3 separate regions of the Gossypium hirsutum genome follow, and all the other regions are linked to region 1. A link is a contact called in public Hi-C data. All regions are on one chromosome and are shown on one strand. Each heading gives the region's core, a stretch centred on a gene start, on an enhancer-like site or on the middle of the called end of the contact. The rest is flanking DNA. Distances are from core to core; before and after follow the strand shown.

Evidence for each region. Hi-C and Micro-C count contacts between places; a contact is called where the count stands out from the background.
Region 2: a contact with region 1 is called in a Hi-C map of leaf, with 1.8 times the contacts expected there. The contact joins the promoter of LOC107952225 here to the promoter of LOC107952252 in region 1. A contact is called at or near these places in 2 of 34 Hi-C or Micro-C datasets (callus and leaf).
Region 3: a Hi-C map of leaf shows a contact between it and region 1, with 4 times the contacts expected there. The contact joins the promoter of LOC107907678 here to the promoter of LOC107952252 in region 1. A contact is called at or near these places in 2 of 34 Hi-C or Micro-C datasets (both in leaf).

The regions. Positions count from the first base shown.
Region 1 is chrA08:15,014,547-15,018,761 of Gossypium_hirsutum_v2.1, forward strand. LOC107952252 (protein TRANSPORT INHIBITOR RESPONSE 1-like) reads left to right here and starts at 2,463. Exons shown (of 3, transcript NM_001327598.2): 1 at 2,463-3,160; 2 at 4,008-4,215. The coding sequence starts at 2,694.
Region 2 is chrA08:14,063,894-14,068,108 of Gossypium_hirsutum_v2.1, forward strand. It overlaps LOC107952225, which reads right to left and starts at 1,724. Exons shown (of 1, transcript XM_016887499.2): 1 at 1,314-1,724. The coding sequence starts at 1,724. The coding sequence ends at 1,314. LOC107952220 (rho GTPase-activating protein 2-like) reads left to right here. Exons shown (of 5, transcript XM_041075885.1): 3 at 53-403; 4 at 546-878; 5 at 880-1,193. The coding sequence ends at 1,014. It overlaps LOC107952233, which reads right to left. Exons shown (of 8, transcript XM_041075886.1): 4 at 4,067-4,215; 5 at 3,880-3,960; 6 at 3,630-3,723; 7 at 3,474-3,540; 8 at 2,810-3,063. The coding sequence ends at 3,048.
Region 3 is chrA08:14,483,772-14,487,986 of Gossypium_hirsutum_v2.1, forward strand. It overlaps LOC107907678 (classical arabinogalactan protein 26), which reads left to right and starts at 2,315. Exons shown (of 1, transcript XM_016835014.2): 1 at 2,315-2,833. The coding sequence starts at 2,315. The coding sequence ends at 2,752. LOC107913224 (protein NETWORKED 3A) reads right to left here. Exons shown (of 3, transcript XM_016841747.2): 3 at 2,885-3,887. The coding sequence ends at 3,151.

The DNA.
Region 1 (4,215 bases), core at 1,213-3,712:
TTTTTGTTAATTGAGTTTTAGCTCGATTGATATGAATATTATAATGAGTTGGGAAGGGCTATGAGTAGTTTTAGGTATTGTGTAAAAAAACAGACATTATCAAAACCTATAATAAGATTATTAAAAAAAAGTTAAAGTTTTTTTTTATTCAAATGCTTAAAACTATTTACAGCTCTTTCATAATTATTAAATAAGAAGATAACATATTTTAGTGTACTCACACTTATATCTTTTTTTGCTAACAACAATACTAATTACAATAGAATTAAAATTTAATCAATATTTTGAATTTAAGTTTTTATCTAGATTTATTATTATTTAAATATAGATATATTTCTCTTTTTGATCTATTGTGCTTTGTAATATAATTACTCTTGTAATTATAACTCTTTCAAAAAAAATTATAAAAATGAATTGAAATATTGATTAATTTAATACTTTATATATTATATAAGTCAAATGTGGATTCCAATGATAATTACAATACTACCTGAAAAGTTGCTGGTAGTGATTCAATTTCGTTAATTTTGATTTGATTTCGATTTAGCTATTAAATAAAATTATTCAGTTGAATTTTTTTCGCAAAATGAAAATTCGAATTAATTTATAATTTTTTGTGTAAATATAAAAAATATTATATAACTTAGTGAAGACAACTTCTTTAATTGAGAGAGTAAAAAAAAAAGATAACTTCTAAAACGAATGAGATGACGTGGTTCTGTAAAATGACGAGGGATGAAATGGACTGTGCATGCGACCGTCCCGAGCATTTCCTATTTGTATTAAACAAATTATTATCTAAATTTCAGGGCAAATTATTTAAGAATTAGTTTTAAGAAAATAAATGAATTTCATTTAAAAATATATTTTTTGTATATAATGTATGTACTGTATATACTTTAGGTAGAGACAAGCTTTTACAGTTGCGATCGATAAGGACGCTTATCTGAAGAAGCCATCCGACGGTTCAAATCTCTTCTTTTTAGCAACTTTAGATCTGGGCCGTTGAGTTTTAACCTCTCAGCTTTTTCTACATAAAAGGGACAGCTCAAGGGACTCCATGCCAAGACAGTGCAACCCCAAAATCCATGTCCTTTTCGCCAACTGACAAAACTACCCTTTTGTTCAATTGAAGTGGGAGGGCGAATAGTTTGGTAAGATGAGGAGTATTTTCGTTATTTTACAAAACCAGTTAAAGAGTCAATTATTTTCTCTGAAGACATGTACGTGCAGCCGGTTGTAATTGTGGGGACTCTTTAACCTTTTCTTTTTATTTTTTACCCTTTGCAGTAAAAATTAATATTTATTAATTACTACTTGGAAAGCTTTTTTTTTTCCGGGTTCTGTGTATTTCGACCGTACACTGTGAAAAGGTTAACCTGATCAGACGGTCTTGATCAAGGTGCATGGTGCACCCGTTCGTACTCCATTCGTTTTTCCATGACTCATCCCTTTTATAGACATGTGAAATCTAAATTATAAAAAGAAAATAATTTTTATTTATACTTGATCAATAATGATGAAATGAATCAAGGCCGTTGGAGATGAATAAATAGGGCGGGTTGTACGCGGGGACAATGATAGCATGATTTTGAATGCAAACAATTGTATATGATTGGACTGCCGTGATGTCATGACAACAAGATTTCACATCAGATCATTCCTCATTATTTATTTTTAACCCCTTTCTTGCGGTCCCCGCAATATCCGACCCCTCAGATCCAGCCCTGCTACGTGAATCATGAGATTCCTTGCACCACCATTCTCTCCCTACACATCATCACACTTTATCAGCCCCTCCAATATCTCGTTCCTTTTTTCCTTCCGATATTTATTCAAAATCTCGCTAAACATGTGCTTGATGTAGGATGGTTATACGTGGACATCCTATTTGTTTTTATACGAATTTAGGTAATATAGATAATAATAATAATTAAATTTAATATTCATAACAAATTTGAACTTGTATATTTGTTACTTAAATTCGCATTGTTCTTGTTCATATTTATTTTCTACTTAAATGTAATACAAATGGTAAATCTACTTAATAAAAAAATATACTTTTAAAATTTAGGTATAATCAAAAGGTAATACAAATGATAAATGAAATTAAATTTATAAATTATATGAAAAAAGTTATAAATATCCAACTCGTTGCTACTGCTGTGCCACTGCCCCACATCTCTTCCATATACCCGTTTTATGCGGCTCCCCTTAGTCGTCGACGGATAAGAACCTCTCTCATCGTCTATCCTACGGCCCACATCTCTCCATCACTACGTGTTACTTTCCTAATCGCCCATCAGTATCTAAGCAGACCCACAAAAAAAAAATTGAAATTCTCTCGCTTGTCCTTTATTTCCCATGACTAATTTAACCATGGTTAAAATCTAACCATTCTTACGAACACAAAAATAAAAATCCTTATCCTCTCTCGTCCATTGTGTCTGTCTTTGACTTCACTTTCTTTCTCTCTCTCAATAGCTTCCTCCCAGCCTCTGCTCCCCCTATAAGCTTCGTTAATGGCGTTTCAGATCTCAAAAAACAAACTCTAAACCTTAAGTAAACGCAAATCCTACCCAAACCCAAGACCAAAATCGAGATAAAAAAATTCATCCTTTCCTATCAAAAGCCTTCATTCATTTTTTTTTGTGTGTGTGGTTTTTTTTTTCCTTTTATTCGAGGTTTAATTAATGCATAAGAAAATGGCGTTTTCGTTCCCAGACGAGGTGCTAGAGCATGTGTTCTCGTTCATACAATCAGATAAAGACCGGAACGCGGTGTCGATGGTGTGTAAATCGTGGTACGAGATCGAGCGTTGGTGTCGGAGGAAAGTGTTTGTGGGGAACTGTTACGCTGTGAGCCCAAGGATGGTGATCAGACGTTTCCCCGAGTTTAGATCCATTGAGTTGAAAGGGAAACCGCACTTTGCGGATTTCAATCTGGTGCCGGACGGATGGGGAGGTTACGTGTTTCCTTGGATCGCGGAGATGGCTGGAGCTTATCCTTGGCTCGAAGAGATTCGACTTAAAAGGATGGTCGTTACCGACGAAAGCTTGGAGCTTATTGCTAAGTCGTTTAAGAACTTCAAAGTATTGGTGCTTTCTTCTTGTGAAGGGTTTTCAACTGATGGTCTCGCTGCCATTGCTGCTAGCTGCAAGTGAGTTTGATGAAACTTTATTCTTTTCTCCTTTTTCGGGATTTTTTTTTTGTTTTCATTTTTAGCTGAGAAAAGGAGTTGAAGTTTTCATCTTTGTGGGAGTTAAAGTAGAGCTTTTCCCCAATTTGTTTTTGGTTTTAGCTACATTTTTCTTGAATTAGTTTTTATTCATTCCCATGAACTATTTTTTTTTAAAACAAAGATGTGAAGAACTTTTAGGAGTTTGGTCTCGTGTTCTAGTTGTCTTAGTTATTTCAGCTTTTGCTTTTCTCAGATCTGAGGTCAAGTGGGGGTTCTTTTTAAGAATATCTAATGAAAATCACATGTTCTTTTTTACCTCTTCGATACCTTGTTTTGTTTGATATCAGCAGATTCGTTTTTGAGTATTGTTTTCATTATTTTGGATGGTTTCTTCATGTGAAATGTGGACTTGTTTATGCTCTTTAATTATATTCCTTTTCTCGTGATTTGTTGTTTATATAAAACCAATAATATTTGTCTTTGGGTAAACTTTTTGCTGAGTTGGGGATTGAGGGAATAATTTTTCCATAGCTATTACTGAAGATTCTGATGGTTTATTTTTTTTCTTATCATCCTACAATTATTTGGTTGTTTTTGGTTTATTAGAGAGCTGTGAAGATTTATGTTACTTCAATTTTCTTTTGATGCAAGTTCAATTGTATATAAAAAAGGTAACTTTAGCCTTGTAATCAAGTCGTTTTCAATGATAATGACAGTGATGAACTTTTAATTTTGTTCAACATTGGTGTTCTTGGATTCAACTCAGGTAGAATTGATTTGAGCTTTCATTTTTATTTTCTCTAAATCAATCTGCTTGCTGATGTAGGAATCTGAAAGAGCTGGACTTGCGAGACTGTGAAGTGGATGATTTGAGTGCGCATTGGCTCAGTCATTTTCCCGAAACATACACATCACTGGTGTCCCTTAACATTTCTTGCTTAGGGTCTGATGAAGCTAGTTTTTCAGCGTTGGAACGTCTGGTGCATAGATGTACTAACCTCAAGACTCTTCGGCTCAACCGTGCGGTGCCCCTG
Region 2 (4,215 bases), core at 474-2,973, 950 kb before region 1:
TCAACTCTATGCAATTGAATGATCATGGTTTTCTGCTCAATTGATCTTGTAGGCAGAAGGAATTTTCCGGATAAATCCCGAAAATAGCCAGGAGGAGCATGTAAGAGATCAGCTCAATAGGGGCATAGTGCCGGATAATATCGACGTCCATTGTCTTGCTGGCCTTATAAAGGCTTGGTTCCGGGAACTTCCTGCAGGGGTGCTAGATGGACTTTCCCCTGAACAGGTTCTCCAATGCAATACCGAAGAAGAATCTGTCGATCTTGTGAAGCAACTAAAGCCAACTGAAGCTGCATTGCTCAATTGGGCTGTTGATCTTATGGCGGATGTTGTTGAGGAAGAGGAATCGAACAAAATGAATGCGAGAAATATCGCAATGGTTTTTGCTCCGAATATGACTCAGGTATCAAACAAAATTTTCTAGTTTGCATAACGACATTTGTTGGATCAGTATTCAGAGATATGTACTTAAAATTGTTGTCAAATACTACAAACTGCCATGGGAACTAAGATGAAGATTTTTATTTTGATTTTCTCTTGAGTAGATGTCTGATCCATTGACGGCTCTGATGCATGCTGTTCAAGTAATGAACTTGCTCAAGACCTTGATCATGAGGACACTGCAGGAGCATGAAGAGAGCGCAACAGGAGGGAGATGTTCACCAATGTCGTCTCACTCTTGCAATGGCCCTACCGATGAGGAGTTTGATAGTAACCGAGAGATGGAAACGAGCTGCGAGCTGAAAGGACCAACATCAGAATACGATAATGCCCTTTACAATAGCTACAGCGGAGACGAAGATGAAGTTCAGTCATTAGATGAAATAGAGGAATGCTTCTTGAGGCAACTAGATGAGAATAATAAGACGGTCACCAATAGTCTTTTTGGAGGAACCAGCTAACGAATTACAAAGTGATCATTCAAGTCCAGTTACTGTCTTACCTGAAAGAATTTTTGCCTCGAGAATTAGTGATGGAAGGGACTCCGGTCGGAAGGAAGAGCCAAGCACATAAGGATGTGGAGATGATAGACAATCTAGATTGTCACTGTCCTTGTCTAATGCTATCTGACTGATGATGGTTCATCCTTACATTATGTAAAACAATACTTTGTTGCTCTTCGTTCATGATTTGCTTCTGTAAATCGATAAAGTTAGTATTGTTTGAATCAAAGGTTTAGTAATGAGGCTGAACTTGTGTTTGTGTTTGAAATCGAAGTTCTCTAACATTGCCTATTCTATCTAAATATGGTTGATTTGCAGGGAATTGGGGGAAAGAAAGGACAAAAAAACAAAACAGAAAAAGAACAGCATCTAAGATGCTAGACAGGTTTCCCAGAACAGCTTGTTCTTTTCCATCTCATTCATGGTTGAATCAAAAGAAACAGCTGATGCTTTCTTGTTTTGTTTTACCACAACTCCATTAATACATTTCTTACACAAATGAACCCCATTTTGGTCCACCACCTCCCCATCCTCTTCCTCATCTTCGTGATGATCATCGCCAACATTTGCTTTGTGATCTAAGCTATAATTAACCACATGAAGAAGATCAGATTCAGATGTAGTGGCATCATCACAGCTGCATGACTCGGCATCATCGTTGTCATCTTCATCATGGTTGATAACAGATATGGCGGGATCAAAGTAACCGGCTTCGGAATCGCCGGTAGTCTCTAAGTGGAAGAAATAAGAGACATCAGCAACTTTATTTGTAATCTCCATGTTTCTTGTCGATACTAAAGAACAAGTAAACAAGTAATAACCTTATTTTGGAGTCCCCAATACGTAGTGTTTATTTATAATAGATATAACATATTACTATAAAAGGAATTTGTAAAGAAAAGGAGAGGTGGGGCAACTTTTGCCGCCAGCGGCGCCTCCGCCACCGTTTGCGTGTTTGAGTTTGAAAAGAAAAAAACAATTATCCGTTGGCTAATTCACCTTCTAGAACAAAAAGAATATATATATGTATGTTTACGTATTTATTCCAACTATTCTAGAAGCAGTGTTGACCACACGGATTTTCTACCTTTTAAAAAGGGGCTATGATAGAATAATAACTTGGCAGCCCCCAACGACCAAGGAGGAGAAAAATGAAATCTGCTTCATGAATTTTGGGTCAAATGCTGATTTTGATCCCTCTACTATGCTCAAAATTTTGGATTTAGTCCTATAATTTGATTTTTGGTCCTATTTTTATAATTTTGTTAGAAGGAACGAAGCCATAAAATTGCTTTGGGTCCAAAATCGAATTAAAAAATTTGCAAGACCAAAATCCAATTTTACCATTATATAGAGATTTATAATTTTATAAATTTTGACCGGACTATTTACCATTTTGGGGATGCCCTAATCATCAATTAATCCGAATAATATTATTAACTGTTCGGGTTTAAAATATTGACGCTGATTTGCGTATAATAGACCAATTCTAAAATTTGAGGAAAATAGAAAGATCAAAACTAAAATTTGACCTAAATATTGGCTACTGCGTTTGGCATCTGCAGTCTTATTTGTCTGCTGCTGTTGAGAGTCGTAAATATTAGCTGTATATAAAGAATTAATTCAAAATATAAGTGTTCACGTGAGACATTTGTTTTAGAAAAAAATATGAAGTTTTATGGATTGACAAATTCTTACTAAGTGTATATATATAGATAGATAGATATTAAAGCATACTTTGACCGGATACTGACAATGTTTTAGTGAAAACAATGAACTCTGACTGGACCACAGGAGGATGCTTAATTGTTTATGAATCCCCACATGGACTGTTGTTTCAGTTGGCAAGTGAATATGAAGACCCATTAACCAATCATGACCGTCCAATATTTTATCAAATACGGCATGTCTTTTACAAATTTCCATAATGTGATAGCATTCTCACTGAGCAAAATGGGTTTTAAAGTCTACGAGTTCTAACATCACAATGGCCCCCATGTATTTGACATTTTAACCTGACTGTACAAATTAGGACCCCGCCCTTCTTGTCTACAAGTGCACAAATCAATGTTTCCTTGAGCTTTGATCATGTCTATTCCTCTCTCAGAAGAGTTGATGCCTGTAAGATGACAATGCGACATTAAAAGAACAAAACGAAACAGTACAAGTGCCCACTACGAGTATGGTTAGATTTTTCTAAGTTATATATATATATATATATTTGGAGGATCTTTGGATACTTCAAGAAGAATGAATAGTCTGAGCAACATAGATTGTGAAACTGATCCATAACGTGCCTTGTTTCTGGTTCAAAATTAGGTGCTCATATGACTAGCATGTGGGGAAATTTAGATGATCTTAAATGTGAGAATGAGCTCAAATACTATGCCAAGCAATTATCAGAATGATGGCCCTGATCAGTTTAGCTAAGTAAACCACAGTTTCAGATTATCTTAACAGGCCTGTACACACGGCCAAGATGGGCAGATTCGGGGATAATATTTATTATATAAATTCCAATACATTTACCTCTGATATTCCAATTTTTGGATGACAATCCCGTTTAACAGAAGCTCTGAACTATACACTGTTGCTCCTGCATTAAAGTAAACTTGTTCAATTACCACAAAGCTGAGTAATCATTTATTAGAAAGAAACGGGACATCATGATAATGGTGTAAAAACCTTTCTCAAGTAAAGGTTTACAGATTGCCAGATCTTGTTCACAGGAAAGAATCAAGAGATCATCTGGGATCTTTTGATCTTTTGCTTCAACTACCTGAGGAGAAATTCTCAGAAAGTCATTACTTTACCATATTGTCCTTAGATAGAGAAAACATAAAAGGAATATAGATAAAGTTATATCAACGATATTCGAACACCATTAGTGACTGATAGCTGCAGGCTACCTATTAAGGTAGATAGAGACACATACCTCACCTCCAACTGCTTTGGCCAAGCTGGCAATCATCTCTTTGTTAGGTTTAACAGTTTGGGTGATGCAGACTCTTCTGTCCTGTCAAGGGATATTAGATATCAGCATACAAGATATTCCAGTAATGTAAGAAGTGTCTGAGGAACTAATCTGGTTTCAAATAAATCAGATATCCACATACAACCACCTTTAGAAGTGGATACCGTCTTGCTCGAGCCAATGAAACAGCCATATTAAAACCAATTTCCTTTTCCCTTTTGGAGTCCCTCAGGATGTAATTTCTCTCATCTAGTAAGCAACTTGCCTGCCCACAGCTATCAAGCCATAGATGAGTCA
Region 3 (4,215 bases), core at 1,065-3,564, 530 kb before region 1:
CTATTTAAGAGTAGATCTAGCATAATTGAGTGGAGTTGCATGCAATCCTAGAAAAGGACGACATAAATCTACTGGATTAGAGTCAAATCTAATAAGGGAATCCATAGATCGAGTTAATGCAACAATAGGGATTTTAATTAGAAAGAAATTTCAATTAATCAACTTAGAGTCAGTTGCTCTTATTCTTGAAAAAGATATAAGCATAATTTAGAGATTTCTACGAATCAAGATACCTAGTGAATAAATCGTTTAATTTATATTCACAATGATAAATGAAGTCTAGGTGGATTATTTCCTGGATATTGCTTCGCTTATTGGTTATTATTCAATTATTTTTCTGATTTATTCTCTGTTGAGTTCTCTAATTAAATTAATTTAGTAATTTTATTTTAAATCAATCACTCCAATTTTTCAGTTAAATTATAGGAAAACAGTAATTTCTAGTACTTTTAGTCCTCGTGGATACAATATCTTTACTCATCATAGCTATAGTATTTATCGATAAATGCACTTGCTTTTGTCGTATTTTTAATTAGTTTTATGACACATCATATGCCTTGTGCACAAAATAAGTATGATTGAGTTAAAGCTCAAAATAAGTACCAAATAGCCTAAAATGTACCAAAAATAGAGTTTACATCGCGACTTCGGGAGATGATCGTTGTGACGAGCTTAGGACTTCAGGCCACAACATTACAAGGAACCCCATTGTCACAATAAGGCCAAGTCAATATGTCACGTCACTACGAGGAACTCCCTCACATTGCGACATCAATTCGAAGTTTTGCAACTTTACAATTTAGTCATATTTCATGCTCGAGTCAACAAATAAGCTTTCATAAACTCGATTAAGGCTTGAATTTGATTATGTATCATATTGTAAATGTGTTTATGGCATGTTTTTATGTTTGAATGATCATTTTAATGTATAATTAATTGTAATTGCTCTGGCAACAAATGTAATGTCTTGTTGCCCAAACCTAACGATCGAGTCAGGTAAGGAGTATTGCAACTATTTTTGTTACAAGTAAAAAATTGTTATAAAAATTAAAATAAAACATAAAAAATTGATTCTACTAAAAACTTAATTATTATAATGAAATGTTATTATAGAAAAGGTGGACTGAAAATGTAAAAAATATAACTTCAAGATTTTCTCTCTTTCCAAGACAATAGCCCCTTGATTCAAACCATATAACAATTATTCTAATCATGGCCTTGCATAGTTTAATATTATACTTAGTTCATAAGATTATAAGCATTTAAGCATCAAATTTAACTAAATAGAAACTAGTTATTTCCATTGATATGTTCCTCCAAGTTATTAAGCACAAAATGAACTCTAGGCAACAAAAAATTATAGCATTTTTAGTTACTTAAACCAATTAGGTTAAATTCTGCTGTTGATCCTTATATTTAGTGAAAATTATGGATTTAATCTTTATATTTTAATTTGATCAGTTTTAGTCCTTGTACTTTTTGAAATGGCCAATTTTAGTTCTGTACTTTTCGAATTTCAAAACTTTAGTCCTAACCCAAACAATTCAATTAATAGTCTTATATTAAGTGCACAATTTTATATTTAGTCCATATTCTCCAATTGAATCATTTTAAGACTATAATTTTCAAATATTGAAATTTCAATCTTAATGTAAATGATAGTCATTAATCATTTAACTAGATTTTTAGCGAGTAATATCTGAAAATAATCATTTGACATGGCATTACACATATGATAATATGTTTAACACATCAAATTTTGGAAAATAACATAACACAACTTAATGAATTTAGCAATTATCATTTGGTAAGGACTAAAATTTTAAAATTCAAAAAGTACAGGGACTAAACATGAACAAAATTCACAAAATTCGTAAATTAAATGGACTAATAGCAAGATTTTACCAACCAAATAATATAAGAATTTTCAATTCCATTGTCATATCCATGATTCCACACATACTTTAATAAGACTCAACATTGTCTTACAATTTTAGCTATCTATTTCAAAAAAGGTCACGGGTGAAACATAGGAAAAAAAATCAAAGGAAAAGGATAAAAGAAACCCTATATCATGATGTAGACCTTGAAGAAAATAACTTATCCACATTGTCTAGTAGCCAACCCATGGAGCTGTATTTTACCATTAAAGTTAGCAACCATCTTTTGACTTGCAGCACCCACTCTCTTTTTCACCATCACACTTCTTCCCTCATCTGCACATAAAAACACCTACAACTCCATTCTTCTCATACATTCATGCATTCAAATTTTCCTTACTTGGACAACTCATACCGATTTATCTTCATTTTCAATGGCTTCCCTTTGGTCACCATGGGGAAACTTGTTCATGTTTTTAATGGCTTATTTTTCTTCACTACCCTTATCTTCATCATCTCAGCTATATTTACATGTACAATACTCAACTATATCAGCTGCACCGGCATTCCTTCCAAGTGCACCTCTTGCTTCTTCTCCAAGTTTACCCCCTGATATTGAGCCTTTGTTCCCTACTCCGAATGGTGTGCCACCTTCTCCTACTGATTCGTCGATGCCCACGATTCCTTCAAGCCCCAGTCCCCCGAATCCGGATAACATCGTGGCCCCTGCTCCTGGTTTCGCATTTTCACCATCTAACAGCCCTTTGCCGGTATCCACTTCGGTTTATCCAACTTCAGCTCGAGCTTTAAAACCAACATTGTTTCTTGGTTTGCTAGTATTTAGTATATTGCAGAAGCTTTCTGGTGTGTGAATTTCTGCTGATGGCATTGTTCCTTATAGCTTCACTCTTTTCTTTTTATGTTTTCTATATATTTATTTTTGATATTGTTAATCATGGTTGTTGACTATTATATTTAATTCAAATTATTAGTATGAACTCTGATTTGGTACCAAAAAATGCTTTTATTATTAGCACAAAGACTACATTAAGTTCAACTCTGTCACAATAAGGAAAAACAAAAAAAGAAAAGTAACAAGGGAAAACAAGTACACAAATGAAACAATTGAACGAAAGAATAGCAAACACTGAAAAATTTTCTCAGAAGGTAAACACATGTATGACAATTCTTCTAAGTTCCTAATTTGAACTGCCCTCTTTTCCTATATGTATATGTATATGCTACTTACCTTAATGCAACCTAACTAAAACTACAGGGCAATGATAGTAGAACGAGACAATGGGGACCCATTCAACAACATCCCAAATAGTCCTCCCTTTATTTTGTTAAATTCAAAGGGACTCCATTTACTGGGGGATGGTCTTTTAACCATATTCTTCTTCAGCTCCATGTTCTCATCCTTGAGCGCTTGGACAGCATAACTGAGTTGTCTAATCACCTCTTTCTTCTCTTCATCTTTCTGAATTAATTGAGCCTTCTGAACCTTGTTCTCTTCTTTCAGTTTCTCTATTTCTTCCCTTAACTTCATCAATTCATCACGGAACACCTTTGAAGATTCATCTTCCTTCACAACATGGCCTTCTTTAGTTACTAAACCGGCTTCGTATTTATCTTCCTGCTCGGGATCCTCGACTTCCTCCCCAGTTTCATCATTTTCAGGGTCATCAACTTCTGATTCAGCATAGTCTTCAGAATCAAAGGTCTCGGAGCTGCTATCATAGAGTTTATCCATCAAGTTGATCGTCTTCTCTGAATGGCAGTACTTCATGGAAGAAAACGGGGATCCCAATGTTGTTACAAGGCGATTTCCAGGGTCCAACTTAATTTGATCATACCGCTCAGCGAGTAAACGATGGGATCGGTAGAAATCTTCAACCAAGCTAATCAACTCGGGACGTTTCTTGTAATACATTTCTGCACGCTTTGCAAAAGAATCTGCATCTTCCTCAATCAATTTTAGCATTGCCTTGGTCTTGGAGTCCAACTCTATCATTAAAATAAAACCATTCAATCACTTCAGCAAATAAACAGAACAAACAAATAATGGAAAAAGAAAATAATTCCAGGAAGTTTAATGAGTTGGTCAATGTTAACGTTTCACCCTGGTAAAACAACATGGCAACAGAACCTTTCTGGTCTTTTAATCAAGCAAAGCTCTCTCAATGGCAGACATATAGAAGAGAAAGGATCAATTGCTAAATTAAATATGAGCAAAGGGTCCTATCCAAATCTATTCCCGTTCCCTATAATGATCCATTTATAATTAACCTGAGATGCAAGGGATCCAATTCATTATTAGCTCATAAAGTAATGT